2 separate regions of the Sus scrofa genome follow, and region 2 is linked to region 1. Evidence: chromatin contacts called from public Hi-C data. All regions are on one chromosome and are shown on one strand. Each heading gives the region's core, a stretch centred on a gene start, on an enhancer-like site or on the middle of the called end of the contact. The rest is flanking DNA. Distances are from core to core; before and after follow the strand shown.

The links. Hi-C and Micro-C count contacts between places; a contact is called where the count stands out from the background.
Region 2: a contact with region 1 is called in a Hi-C map of fetal liver, with 2.3 times the contacts expected there. The contact joins two enhancer-like sites. A contact is called at or near these places in 4 of 47 Hi-C or Micro-C datasets (embryonic fibroblasts, fetal liver and liver).

What each region holds. Positions count from the first base shown.
Region 1 is chr1:108,145,093-108,151,510 of Sscrofa11.1, reverse strand. No RefSeq gene overlaps it. Among named protein-coding and RNA genes, the nearest start is that of HERC1, 58 kb to the left of the region's middle. Within about 2 kb of position 2,635, at least 14 of the 83 cell types and tissues checked have an H3K27ac peak or open chromatin away from gene starts, as enhancers often do. A contact at or near this core is called in fetal liver, where this site is marked.
Region 2 is chr1:108,235,346-108,241,763 of Sscrofa11.1, reverse strand. All of the region lies in intron 1 of HERC1 (probable E3 ubiquitin-protein ligase HERC1), which reads right to left. Among named protein-coding and RNA genes, the nearest start is that of HERC1, 32 kb to the right of the region's middle. Within about 2 kb of position 3,418, at least 2 of the 83 cell types and tissues checked have an H3K27ac peak or open chromatin away from gene starts, as enhancers often do. A contact at or near this core is called in fetal liver, where this site is marked.

The DNA.
Region 1 (6,418 bases), core at 1,386-3,885:
GAAAAAAAGAAAAGGAAAAGAAAAGAAAAGAAAGAGAGAGGGAAAAAAAAGCAAGGCTTTATTTAGTGGTAAGGCAGCTCCTACCTACCCAACCCCAGCTGCTGTGAATTCCCTAAGGATGCATTCCCCTTTCTCTCTCTCTCTCTCTCTCTCTCTCTCTCTCTGACCCCTGCTCTACTTCCTTCCTTTGGAGGACTTCCTCCCACTTGGACCAGGTCCCAGTGACCCTCTGTCAGCACCTCCTCTGAGGGCTGGGCCCAGGAAAGAGGCCTGGGAAAGCCACCCCCAGCTGTCTTCCACGAGACTGGGGCTGGGCCTGGAGCATTTTGCTTTGAGGTTGGTTTGAGCATGGGGGTGAGGGGATAAGGCCTTCAGGCAGATACAGTATCAGGTCCTGTTCTAGGGCAGCTCTTGTCATCTCAAAGCCACAGAACCTGGGGCAGGTCCCTGCAGGCCTTCCTCTGACCTTTCCCCGTCCACAGGAGGCCCCAGGACATACATGCACAGAACCCAGAACTAAGGCCAACAGCAGAGACCTTCTAAGCCTGCTTGAAACTCTGGAATGTTATGTTGTATTTATAGACATCATCTGGTTTTGTTTTGTTTTGGTTTTGTTTTTGTTTTTGTTTTTTTTCTTTTTAGGGCTACACCCATGGCATATGGAGGTTAGACCCCAAGCTAGGGGTCTAATCAGAGTTGCAGCTGCCAGCCTACACCACAGCCACAGCAACTGAGGATCTGAACCATGTCTGTGACCTACACCACAGCTCATGGCAATGCCAGATCCTTAACCCAATGAGTAATGCCAGGGGTCAAACCCACAACCTTATGGATATTAGTTGGATTCGTTTCCACTGAGCCACAAGAAATATTCACTAGATATCATCTTAATCTGTTACCACGTTTGTTTTAGATTTAAACTTTTATAGCTTGTTTATCCATTGCTTTATTCCTCCTCTTCCTTTCCTCCCTCCCCTACCCCTTCCTCCCTCTCTTTCTCTCCCCACTACCTTCCATAGTGCAGTCATCTCCATACTGTACTCCTACCCTCCTCCATTCCCACCACACGCTGAAATCTAAAACTAGCAAGGACCTTAAAAATCCAGCCATTTTACAGAAGGGAAGACTAAGGTGGAGAGAGAAGAGACCTTCCCAAGGTCATCCAGGGGCAGTGGCCAAGCCAAAGTAGAGCCTGATCTTCATGTGATTCAGGCAGCAGTGAGTGTAGAAAAACAACACCTCATCTCCTTACCAGCTGTGTGACCTTGGGCAGGTCACTTAACCTCTCTGAGCCCAGCATCTTCATCTGTGAAATGATAAGACCCACTCCAGAGGGTGTTTTCTCCAGGAGTCCTAGAGTATGAGCACCTCTTACATAATTCAAGTGTTTATTGTCAACACTGAGGAAGCTCACCAACCTGGTGACCCAGACTATAAGACAGTCATTAAATGACAATTTGAGATTGGCCATCCAAAGTCAAGTGAATTTTTACAGTAAGGTTCATGGCTGAGATATTCACATTCCTATCAAATCAACAGCTATTGCTTGTTAATATTTTTACTTGTGATAACCTATGCTTAGCTAGACTGCAAAAGAATATATGGTTTGTTCTGTAACTTTTTTTTGGTCTTTTTGCCTTTTCTAGGGCCGCACCTTCGGTATATGGAGGTTCTCAGGCTAGGGGGTCTAATCGGAGCTGTAGTCGCTGGCCTACACCAGAGCCACAACAACGCAGGATCCTTAACCCACTGAGGGAGGCCAGGGATCGAACCCACAACCTCATAGTTCCTAATCAGATTCATTAACCACTGAGCCATGATGGGAACTCCTAACTTTTATGAAAATCTATTCATTTTGCTTCTTTTGTTGAATGTATGCATGGTATATCTTATCTGTATGTGATCAAATAAAATATGGCTCAGATCAGTTACTTTATTGCTTTAAATGACAAGTAGTCTTATTTAATAGAAGAGTGTAATATATCTTTTTTCTTACAAAGTTTATGATTAGAAATACAACTCTTAAAGTGAATATAACAAGATAAAAATCATCTAGTAAAAAGATATGTGGCCACTGTGTAAAAATGGGAAATAATATATATCCTTATTTCTTATGACATATGTATACTCTTACATATAGTCTTAAATGTAGGTGCTTACATAAATAATATTATCTACATAGGTATAATCTCTAGCTGTCTTCACAGGTAACTATTAATAGTGAATACCTTATGGGAAGTAGAGGATTTTTCTGCACACATCTTTTCATACTTAAAAATACTTGGACCATGTGAATTCAAATCACCAATTCAGAAAATCAAAAGGTTAACTTTAAAGTAATGGCAGATTCCAGGAACCCAATCCAGAATATCAAACCAGACCCTCAAGGATTAGGCTTGTATTTTTAGAGTTCCCCAGGGACCTCTTAGGAGAGGGAATCCTAGTCTGCCACAAAAGATCCTCAAGAACTGGCTGAGCCTTAGATCCAGGAGTCAAGGTCCCACAGCCTACACTGCGCCACCTGGTGGTCTTAGTCAGACATGATTCCAAGCATCTCTGAAAAAAATCTGCCGGGATGCCCAGCAAATGCAGAGGAAGTTGCAGGGTTACAGGGCCCAGGACCCACAGGCTAGGGGAGGGGTGTGGCTCCAATGCACACAAAGTTGGCCTCCAGGGCTTCTTGTCTGGGTCCTCATTGGAATGAGGCACAGCTCCTACTGTTCCACAGCCTCGGTGTCCCAAGGACCCACCCAAAGGCAGCCTGCAGGAGCACAGGGAACATGGACTTTACAGTTAGACCTGGGTTCAAACCCAGGCTCCACCATGTACTAGTTTTGTTATCTCATATGCCCTAACCTTTCAGTCCTCAGTTTTCTCATCTGTCAAAATGAGTACAGATAGAAGTCAGATAAAGCCTGCACACTAACCTAGAACAACACCCATGCATAGCAGGAACTTGATAAATATAATTCTCTCCCCTCTGGTTATTTCTTGATAAATTTACTCCCCTGCCCAAAAGAGAGTAGACTGGCTCTTGGGAGCTTTATGCGGCCACACTGAAAAAGTTCATCCAGCAAGTGCTGGAAGGTCTCAGCACTAGGAACACAGGAAATCTGTCTGTTGCTAGAATTTCTGAACACTCTGCCTCCCTCCTTCCACCTTCTTACTGCTTCTTTAGCTACTAAGGAATAAATTCCCAGCCTGGCTGAGATGTAGAGGGAGCTCAGGAAGTGGCTAACATTCCCACAAGCAGGGTCAAATCCAGGTCCACTCACCCCCTGAGTATGGTGGCCGTTGCTCTATTAAGCACTTCTTCTGGCAAGGGAGCAAGGTCAGGCAGTGCATGGTCTAGGGGGAGGGCCAAGTAGAGCAAAAACCACAATGAATGTGCAGGGGGTTGAGGGACTCTGACAGACAGACACTGATGAAGTTACTAAATTGGCTGCTTGCTCTTTGGGTTTATGACACTGTTTCCAAAAGATACTGGTAAAACACAATTAAAAAGCCCATTAGCTCCTCACCCCTTAATTCAGATACGTATCTTAGCTTCCCTGCTAGGTCTTCTCAAAGATGGCAGAACCCAGCAGAGACTGAAAATGCTCTGTTTGAGGCTGTGGGTAGCAATGTTGGGAGAACAGGGCAAAGCAGCCTGGGGGGTGACTCCTGGGTTCAAAGCTGTCTGCCAGTGGAAAGACACTAGCCTGGCCAGAGGAAGAGCCTCACAAGAAGAAACAGGAAATACCGTGGTCTCCTGTGTCACAGTTCTGTCCTCACTGTGCTCTGTACCCATGGCAGCAGAGAGCCTCCAAGAAATCAGATGCCAGGAGAACAGAACCCTGACCTTAGGCATCACCTAAGTCACAGGTGAAAAAACTGAGGACCCACAGGAGGCACTTGCCTGTCCCACAGGAATTGATGATCAGGACCTCAGGTCTCTTTCTCCCCACTGTGTGGTAGAGCGCACTTGGGCTTGGCAGCCAGAGAGAAGCGGATGTGAGCTCAAACTCTCCTGTGAGTTTATGGTCTTAGAGAAGTCATTCACCTCTCTGAGCCTTAGTTTTCCTCATTGGTGAAACAGGGACAACAGCTCTTTTTCAGGATTGTTATGAAAACATAATATACGCAAATCACCTGGCACATGGTTGACACAAAACAAGCGGGACCACTATCACTGATACTTCTCTAATCCAAACGGCCCCTGGCACGGACAGGTAGGAAGAGAGCTGGTTTTGTGTTTGGTGATGGTCATGTGAGGGCACTTGGTTCCTGGTGGAACCAAGCTGTGTGGAAAGCAGACGATGCCCCGGGTCTGGCACTGAGGCGCCCTAACTAACCCGGCTTGTGGAGAGTGCAGGCCCCACCCACGGCGCGGAGACGCCCAGGAAGCGTGGCCTCTTAGTAATAAGAAGCGTGGCCCCTCCATGCGATGCCCCCCTGCCAACCACACACACACAATCACCAGAGTGGTTTGGTTGTTAAGGGCAGATATACTGCAAAGAATCTCTAGCCTTCTTTCCCTTTTGCTCCACTTTCCTCATTTATGTATTTGTTCTTATTCTTTTAGTATGATGTCAATAAGAAGCATGGTTGTTGCAGCAACAGCCACATTCTGGGCGTGTACAGGGCACTGACCATATCAGCTCACATGCATTCATTTATTTAATCCTCACAACAGCGCACAGAACACAACGTTATCCCCGTTTTTACAAGAGGGAAAAGTGAGGCTCCTGCTAAAAGTCACTGCACCAAGAAGCTGCCAGAACAGGGCTTCAGCTCTAGAGTCCTGGCTTGACTTCAAATCCAGTAGCTCCACATCTGAGGTAGTGCCTCCTGCCTAGGTTTGAAGCTTCTTTCCAGGGAGGAGGGCTACAGGTGGGCAGGGCCTGCAGATTTTGGAGGCCGCAGCAGACCTCTCTCCTGGATAGGTGTGGGTACATCTGTGAGTGGGGAGCCCCGTATGAACCCCAGAGAATCTGCTCATGAGAACAACCCTGAAAGCGCAGAGGGCATCCAAGGAGCAGCAGGAGGTGAAGAGCGCCATTGGGAAAGTAGAAGAGAATGAGGGAGACATTTGGTCCCTCCCAATATCTTCCTTTCTGCTAAGACGAGGAACAAGACAAAGATGTCCACATACACCATTATTATTCAACACAGTTTTGGAAGTCCTAGCCACGGCAATCAGAGAAGAAAAAGAAATAAAAGGAATCCAAATTGGAAAAGAAGAAGTAAAACTATCTGTGTTGTAGATGACATGATACAATACCTAGAAAATCCTAAAGACACTGCCAACATCTGTTCCCCTTCTCTTGACAAGGACCTCAGTTCCCCCTACCAGTTTTGGAGGAAGCTGATTCTGCCTCAATCTCTGAGATCCTGGGTCTCAGGCCTGAATAAATCCTCTAATCCCTCCGGGTCCCCATGATTGGTCCATGGATGAGCACATGGATCAGAAAGATACATGTTGAGGTTCCTTGGGATCTTCAGAAAGAAGCTGCCCCAGCTTTCTGAGAAAGATTCCTTGGATGGCCTTTCTATCTGGTGGTTCCACCTCAGGCCTCTGTTTTTAAAAACTCAGCTATAGGAACGTTAGGGCGCCACCTCACCCTGGAGACCCCTGGCTGAGGTGGTGAGAACCCAATTGAGACCAGACTAGTGGGGTAACAGACACTACAGCCGCTCCCTTGAATCCCAGCCCAGAACAGTCAGCCAGGTGCCCAGGCCAGGGCACTGGGTATTTTCAGCCTCCAGCAGCATCAGCAGTCGTATGGTATTTCATGTGACCCCAGCACCAGGCCAGTGACATGGCCATGGGAGCCAGCCTTGTGCCCTTGCCTGGCCTGGGCCCCATCTCCCTTTCTGCTGGACTCCAGAGCCAGACAGAGGTAGAGGCCTGTGGGATGGGCTCCTGGCCAAGGGCATCAGAAACGGGGGCAAGAGGGATCGGCAACTTTAGCCGCCACCAGAGTGCCCCAGAATGGGCTCTGGTCCCCTCGGCAGCTTTCCCTTCAGTGCATTCTCTCTGTAGGATCCTGAGCAGTCCTTCTTTCTGGGTGCCATATCGGGGGTAGGGTGACCAATCACCCCCTCTGTCCTGGACGCTTCTGGTTTTAGCACTGAAAGTCTGGAGTCCCATGAAACCCTCAGTCCCGGGTGAGCTGAGACCATTGCTGGCCATCTCCTACCTCCTCCAGCTGCGACTCCTCTTTGAAGATGCAGAAACTGAGGCCCAGGAGAGGCAGGTCCTTTGCCCAGGTTCACGAGGCTAGAAGGTGAGGGGCAGGCACGGGAACCAGAGTCTGTCTAACTCCTCCTGCCTCTTCTGCAGGGCAGGCTGCTTCCGGCCCCACACAGGTGACTCTAATGGCCCTGACTGCCCTCTGCCTGCAGATTCCCCGCACCTCGCCTGTCTCTCGCCCAG
Region 2 (6,418 bases), core at 2,169-4,668, 89 kb before region 1:
ACTTGGTAACCAACACTACCAAGATATACCTTAGTGCAAACCTTCATGTACAAGTACAGAAATGAAATACATGAAGCATGGGGTTCCCGTCTTGGTGCAGTGGTTAACGAATCCGACTAGGAACCATGAGGTTGCGGGTTCGGTCCCTGCCCTTGCTCAGTGGATTAACGATCCGGCGTTGCCGTGAGCTGTGGTGTAGGTCGCAGACGCGGCTCGGATCCTGCGTTGCTGTGGCTCTGGCGTAGGCCGGTGGCTGCAGCTCCGATTCGACCCCTAGCCTGGGAACCTCCATATGCCGCGGGAGCGGCCCAAGAAATAGCAACAACAACAACAACAAAAGGCAAAAAAAAAAAAAAGAAATACATGAAGCAGAAACCAAAGAAATTACAAGGACAAAGTGTCAACCATAATAGACTTAATTCCTTAACAATTAAGCAAACAAAAAGAACAGTATTTCTGGTTCTGAATCTATTGTCAGACCATGAATTCCATGAGAATCTGATGAAATCTGAGGATCCTGACTCCTCCAAAAATAAAATTCTTATGCACGTACTTATAAAACTATGAGTAAAATTCCAAAGGTTTCACAGATGTCCTAAAGTCATACATATGCCAAACTGATAAATATTCAGATGTTCTACAATATTAGTGCCAGTGCAAAATCTTTAAAAATTGACTATTTCTAGGTCTAGAAATTACCATGCTAAGTGAAGTTAGTCAAACAGTGAAAGACAAGGATCATATGCTATCACTTATATGTGGAATAAGGATATAAACGACTTATTTGCAGAACGGAAACAAGTTCACAGACTTTGAAAAACTTACAGTTACCAAAGGGGACAGGTGGGGAGAGGAAGGGGTGGACTGGGGGTTTGAGATGGAAACGTTCTAAATTTACGTTGTGATGATGGTTGAACAACTGTAAATATAGTAAAATTCACTGAATTTTAAAAAATGACTATTTCAAATTATTCCAAAATCTGGGTTTCATTTAGACCATATTTCTAACCATAAAGCAATGAAACAAAAAGTATTTATACAAACAACTAATATGGAACTATCTACAAGATATATTATTAAATGAATTATATATATATATTATATATAATTATATATATTATAATTATACATATTATATATAATTATATATTATTATAATTATATATATTACGACTATAGGAATTGATATATAAAATATTTATATTTTAAAAGATTTAAATATGCAGGTATGCTCATTAATGCATAAACTCTAGAAAGATACACAAAAAAAACTAGGAACACTAGTTGCCTCTTGCGGGAGGCAACTGGGTTACCGAGAGATAGGAGTAGGACAGATGTTACTATTCACTGCATAACCTTTTGAATTTTATATATGTGCATTTGTTACCTATGCAGATTTTTAAATGATGAAAACCAAAACATGGTAAAAAGCTAAAATTTTGTCTTTTTTTTTTTTTGGTCTTTTGAGGGCTGCACCCATGGCACATGGAGGTTCCCAGGCTAGGGGTCCAATTAGAGCTATAGCCACCGGCCTATGCCACAACCATAGCAATGCCACATCCAAGCCGCGTCTGTGACCTACACTACAGCTCACGGCAACAGCGTATCCTTAACCCATTGAGCTAGGTCAGGGATTGAACCCATGTCCTCATGGATGCTAGTTGGGTTTGTTAACTGCTAAGCCACAACAGGAACTCCACAAGCTAAAATTTTGGAAGCTCTCTTCTAAACAGGTTTTTAAGAAAAAAGGGATTTCACAAAATCTAGAAAAGTACATAAAAAACATTATATATCCAGGAGTTCCTGTTGTGGTACAGCAGAAATGAATGTGACAAGTATCCATGAGGAGGCAGGTTCGATCCCTGGCCTCTCTCAGTGGGTCAGGGATCTGGTGTTGCTGTGAGCTGTGGTGTGGGTTGCAGTTGCAGCTCGGATCCCGTGTCACTGTGGCTGTGGCACAGGCCAGTGGCTGTAGCTCTAATTCTACCCCTAGCCTGGGAACTTCCATATCTCCCGAGTGTGGCCCTAAAATGCAAAAAAATAAAAAATGAAAAAATAAAAAATAAATACACACACACACACACACACACACACACACAAATCAACAGAATACAGGCAAAGTTGATTCAAAGAAATATACAAAGACAAATATTTCATTTCTAAATATTTACATGTATAATTCAATTCAGGATTAGAAAAACAACAAAATAAACTTTATGAAGGGAATAATAAAGATAATACAAATTTACAGGAGTTCCTGTAGTGGCTCAGCGGAAACAAACCTGACTAGTATCCATGAGGATGCAGGTTCAACCCCTGGCCTCACTCAGTGGGTTAATAATGATCCAGTGTTGCCATGAGCTATGGTGCGGGTCGCAGAAGTGGCTCAGATCTGGTGTGTCTGTGGCTGTGGTGTAGGCCTGCAATTGCATCACCAATTAGACCCCTGGCCTGGGAACCTCCATATGCCATGGGTGTGGCCCTAAAAAGACCAAAAAAAAAAAAATTTTTTTTTTTTTTTACAGAAAAGACACAAAAACAACAGTATCAATAGCAAAGTTTCAGAGATGATTCTTTAACAGGAAAAAAATGAAAAAGGCAGTCAACTAACCTAATCAAGAAAAAACAAATAAAAACCATAAGATACTCACTATTATGAATAAAAATGGAAACATAGCTGTGGAAAACAGTTCAGCAGTTCCTCAACTAGGTCTAAACCCAAGAGAACTGAAAACACATGCATAGGAAAATTTGTATGGGAACATTCACAACATATTTACTTATGTAGCCAAAAGGTAGAAACTCAAATGCCATCAATAGATGAATAAGTAAATAAAATGTATTGCCTATACAATAGAGTGGAATATTACTCAGCCATAAAAAGGAATGAGGTATTGATATCTGCTCCAACATGACTGAGCCTTATAAAAATTATACTAAAATAAAGTAGCCAGACACAAAAAGTCACATATTGTATGATTCTATTTGCATGAGATGTCCAGAATTGTTAAATGAATAGAGACAAAAAGAAAAAAACATTGCCAGGAGATAGTGGGGGCAGAGAATTAAAAAGAAACTGCTTAATGGGTAAGGGGTTTTACTTTGGAGTAGTGAAAACGTTTTGAAACTAGACAGAGATGGTGGTGGCACAACATTGTTAAGTATAAATGAATTATTCACTTTAAAATGGTTAATTTTGTTACAAGAATTTCAACTCAATAAATTACTGAAAACAAAAACAGTATAGCAGGAAGTGCTTCCCCCAAATGAATTCAGGATGTGTTATCTAAAGAAGGCAGAAGGGCCCCTTATCAAGTACTGTTGACTAACAATTACGCCGTCATATACCAGACTTCTGGATTCACGTCACACCCAAAGAAGGCACCAAACCCCAGCTGGGCACACCATATGGCAACATGAAGGTAAAGTGCAGGATCTGGAGAAGATGATAACTGAGGCTGACAGCTTTCCTAAGATGGACCAGCCCTGTATACATTACTTTCAATACTGTCTCTTACTTTGTTTTCTCCTTACCTTCCATAGGATAACGCCCTCATGTGTATTTCCCAATCCCTTGCAAAAGGGGAAAAATTCTCTGATGGCCAAAGAAACCTCAGTCCATCCAATTCTTCAGTTCACCCTATAAGTAATTTCACCTGGATTCCATATGTTGCTGCCGGTTCTAAATGATCCATGTACCCATTTTATAAAGTAAGGCTGCTAAGCCCACCTAACTTTATTCTTTGCTTCAATTTGACCCAGCCCTGGGATGGGAAAACAAGATATTTTGAATACCTGAATGAAAAGTTCTGCAGAGTTGCCAATCCAAGTCCAATCATTTGTAAACTTGTTGACGTATCTATCTATCTAGGTAAACTCTCAGTGTGTAACAACACAATGTCTGAACCTTCACTGAGTAATACTAACATCTCTATGTCATTGAATGAATCCACAGATACTACCACTTCTGCAGGTGCCTTATGTATATCCCCAGTTACACCTTCATATGTATAAGTTTGGGGAATGATCTTCATGCTTGGAGACCCTGTTGACTTGATAACTGAGAATACAAGGACAGCGTGCCCTTCTTGTCTTCACTGCCCTATTCACTGTCCCTACATAACCAAATAGCAGCCTCTCACTGGTTTGTCCCCCTAAACATCTATGATGATCTCAGGCAAGAATGTCCAGGAGGCGTAAATTATTCCGGCTTTGCCTCTGTAGGGAGAGCTTTCTTCCCATGGATAAGAGTGAGTGCTAATGAAAAAATAATCAGGAGTTCCTTCCTGAAATTAGGAGAGCTAGCTGACTTCATAGCAAACACAGTTTCCCTCAACAATGGTTGCTTATGGGAGTTCCCGTCGTGGCTCAGTGGTTAACGAAACCATGAGGTGGCAGGTTCGATCCCTGGCCTTGCTCCATGGTTAAGGATCCGGCGTTGCCGTGAGCTGTGGTATAGGTTGCAGACGTGGCTTGGATCCCGTGTTGCTGTGGCTCTGGCGTAGCCTGGGAACCTCCATTTGCCATTTTCTTCGGGAAGCGGCCGAAGAAAATGGCAAAAAAACCAAAAAAAAAAAAAAAAAAAGTTGCTTAACTCACAATGTTAGTAGAAGAAAGTCTTTTTTTATCCTCTTTACTTCTCTAGAGTCTTAAATATTCTTCAAGAAAAGGAAAAACAAAAAAGTTTGTATAGGCATATTGTTTTCAATTATAATATAATCAAAGATTATCAATGTGCCATTGTTGTTTTAATTTAGAATACATATATAGAAATGCAAAAGTTATCTTCATAATAGTCTTGTATTTATAAACAGCATTTTAACAACCAAAAAAATCCTAAAAAAATTTTTAAGGATTTATCTATCATGTTTATAACTATAATATAGAAGTTTTTAAAAACAAAAATTAAGTAACATAGCTTAAAGGTCTTTGTCCTTTCCTTGGTCATACAGAAATTTGCAAAGTTATGGAACAAATACCACAGAATATATCTATCAGCTTGCTACATAAGACATGTTTACTGGATAGTTTTACTTACACTTTGTCATTTCATATTTGTGTTATACATAAACATCACAAAACCTCTGGGTATATTCTGACAATGCATTTGTAAAACAGAAAGATGAATCATCAATGCAGCAAGATTTGCCGAAGAAAGGGGAAAGAAGTTTTTCAGAATAATTATAATCAGCAGAGAGGTTCAAAGAATAAAATACAGCATCAAACTAATAACATTTTCAATTAAACTTCTGAAAAGTTCTGCTTAGTCCTTTTACTATATAATGTTGTAGGCAAATAAAAGAATGAAAACCAATTCATCAAATGATAAATTCTGGTTCCTTCAGCGCTAAACCACATAATAAAATCAACTAGAATGTCTAAATTTTTCAAGCTGTAAGCCCCATTCATACTGGCTATAATCAAGATGATCTCTAAATGTGAAAGACAAGAATAAATTAATTTTAGCCCTCAGTAAGATGCAAAATGAAGTTAATTTCTTCAAATATTATTTAAAAGCTAGTTTTCAGACCATCCATTTCAAAGCCAAGTTATCCACTACTTATAGAATCTCCACTGTTGATATCCCACCATTGTTCAAAAACAGCAAAACCTATGATTTAATCAAATACTTTTCAGTGTAGTTCCTGTTATCAGCAACCGTCAAGCTGGGACAAGGTGCAATAACTGATAACTGATTTAATTTTTCCTTTCCCCTGAAACTCCAAGAAAGTATACAGTAGGTTCACAAAGTTTATATCTTTATATTCAATTATTTTCAAACCTTAATGTCTTAATCCAGTTTATCAGTTTCCTACCTTAGCTACAAAGAAGTTGAGCACAATTCAGTTAATACTAGAATGGGATAGGGAAATTGAGACACTAATCAGAGTTCTCTTGTGGCACAATGGGTTAAGGATCTGGCTTGGGTCACTGCTATGGCACAGGTTTGATCCCTGACCCGTGAAATTCCATGTTCTATGGGTGCAGCCAAAAAACAAACAAACAATAGCAAAACAAAACAAAACAAACAAAAAACCACTAATAATCAAGAAATGACCTATCATAAAATTACTTACCCTCCCAGGGCTCATCTACAAAATAAGGGATTCAAATGAAATAATCTCCAAATCTCCCAGGGGGTGGCGGTTGCTAGTGGAGTCAACCACATGATTAGAGTTGGAACTTTCAGTCCCAACCCCTGACCTCTTGCAGAAGGGAAAAGGGCTGAAGGTTGAACTCTATCACCAATGATCAGTGATTTAATCAATCATGTCTATGTAATGAGGCCTCCGTAAAAACCCAAAAAAAGGACTGGGTTCAGAGAGCTTTCAGGTTGGTGAACACATGGAGATTTGGGAAGACTGGCATGCTCCAAGGAGACACAGAAGCTCCACATCCTTTCTCCACACCTAATCCT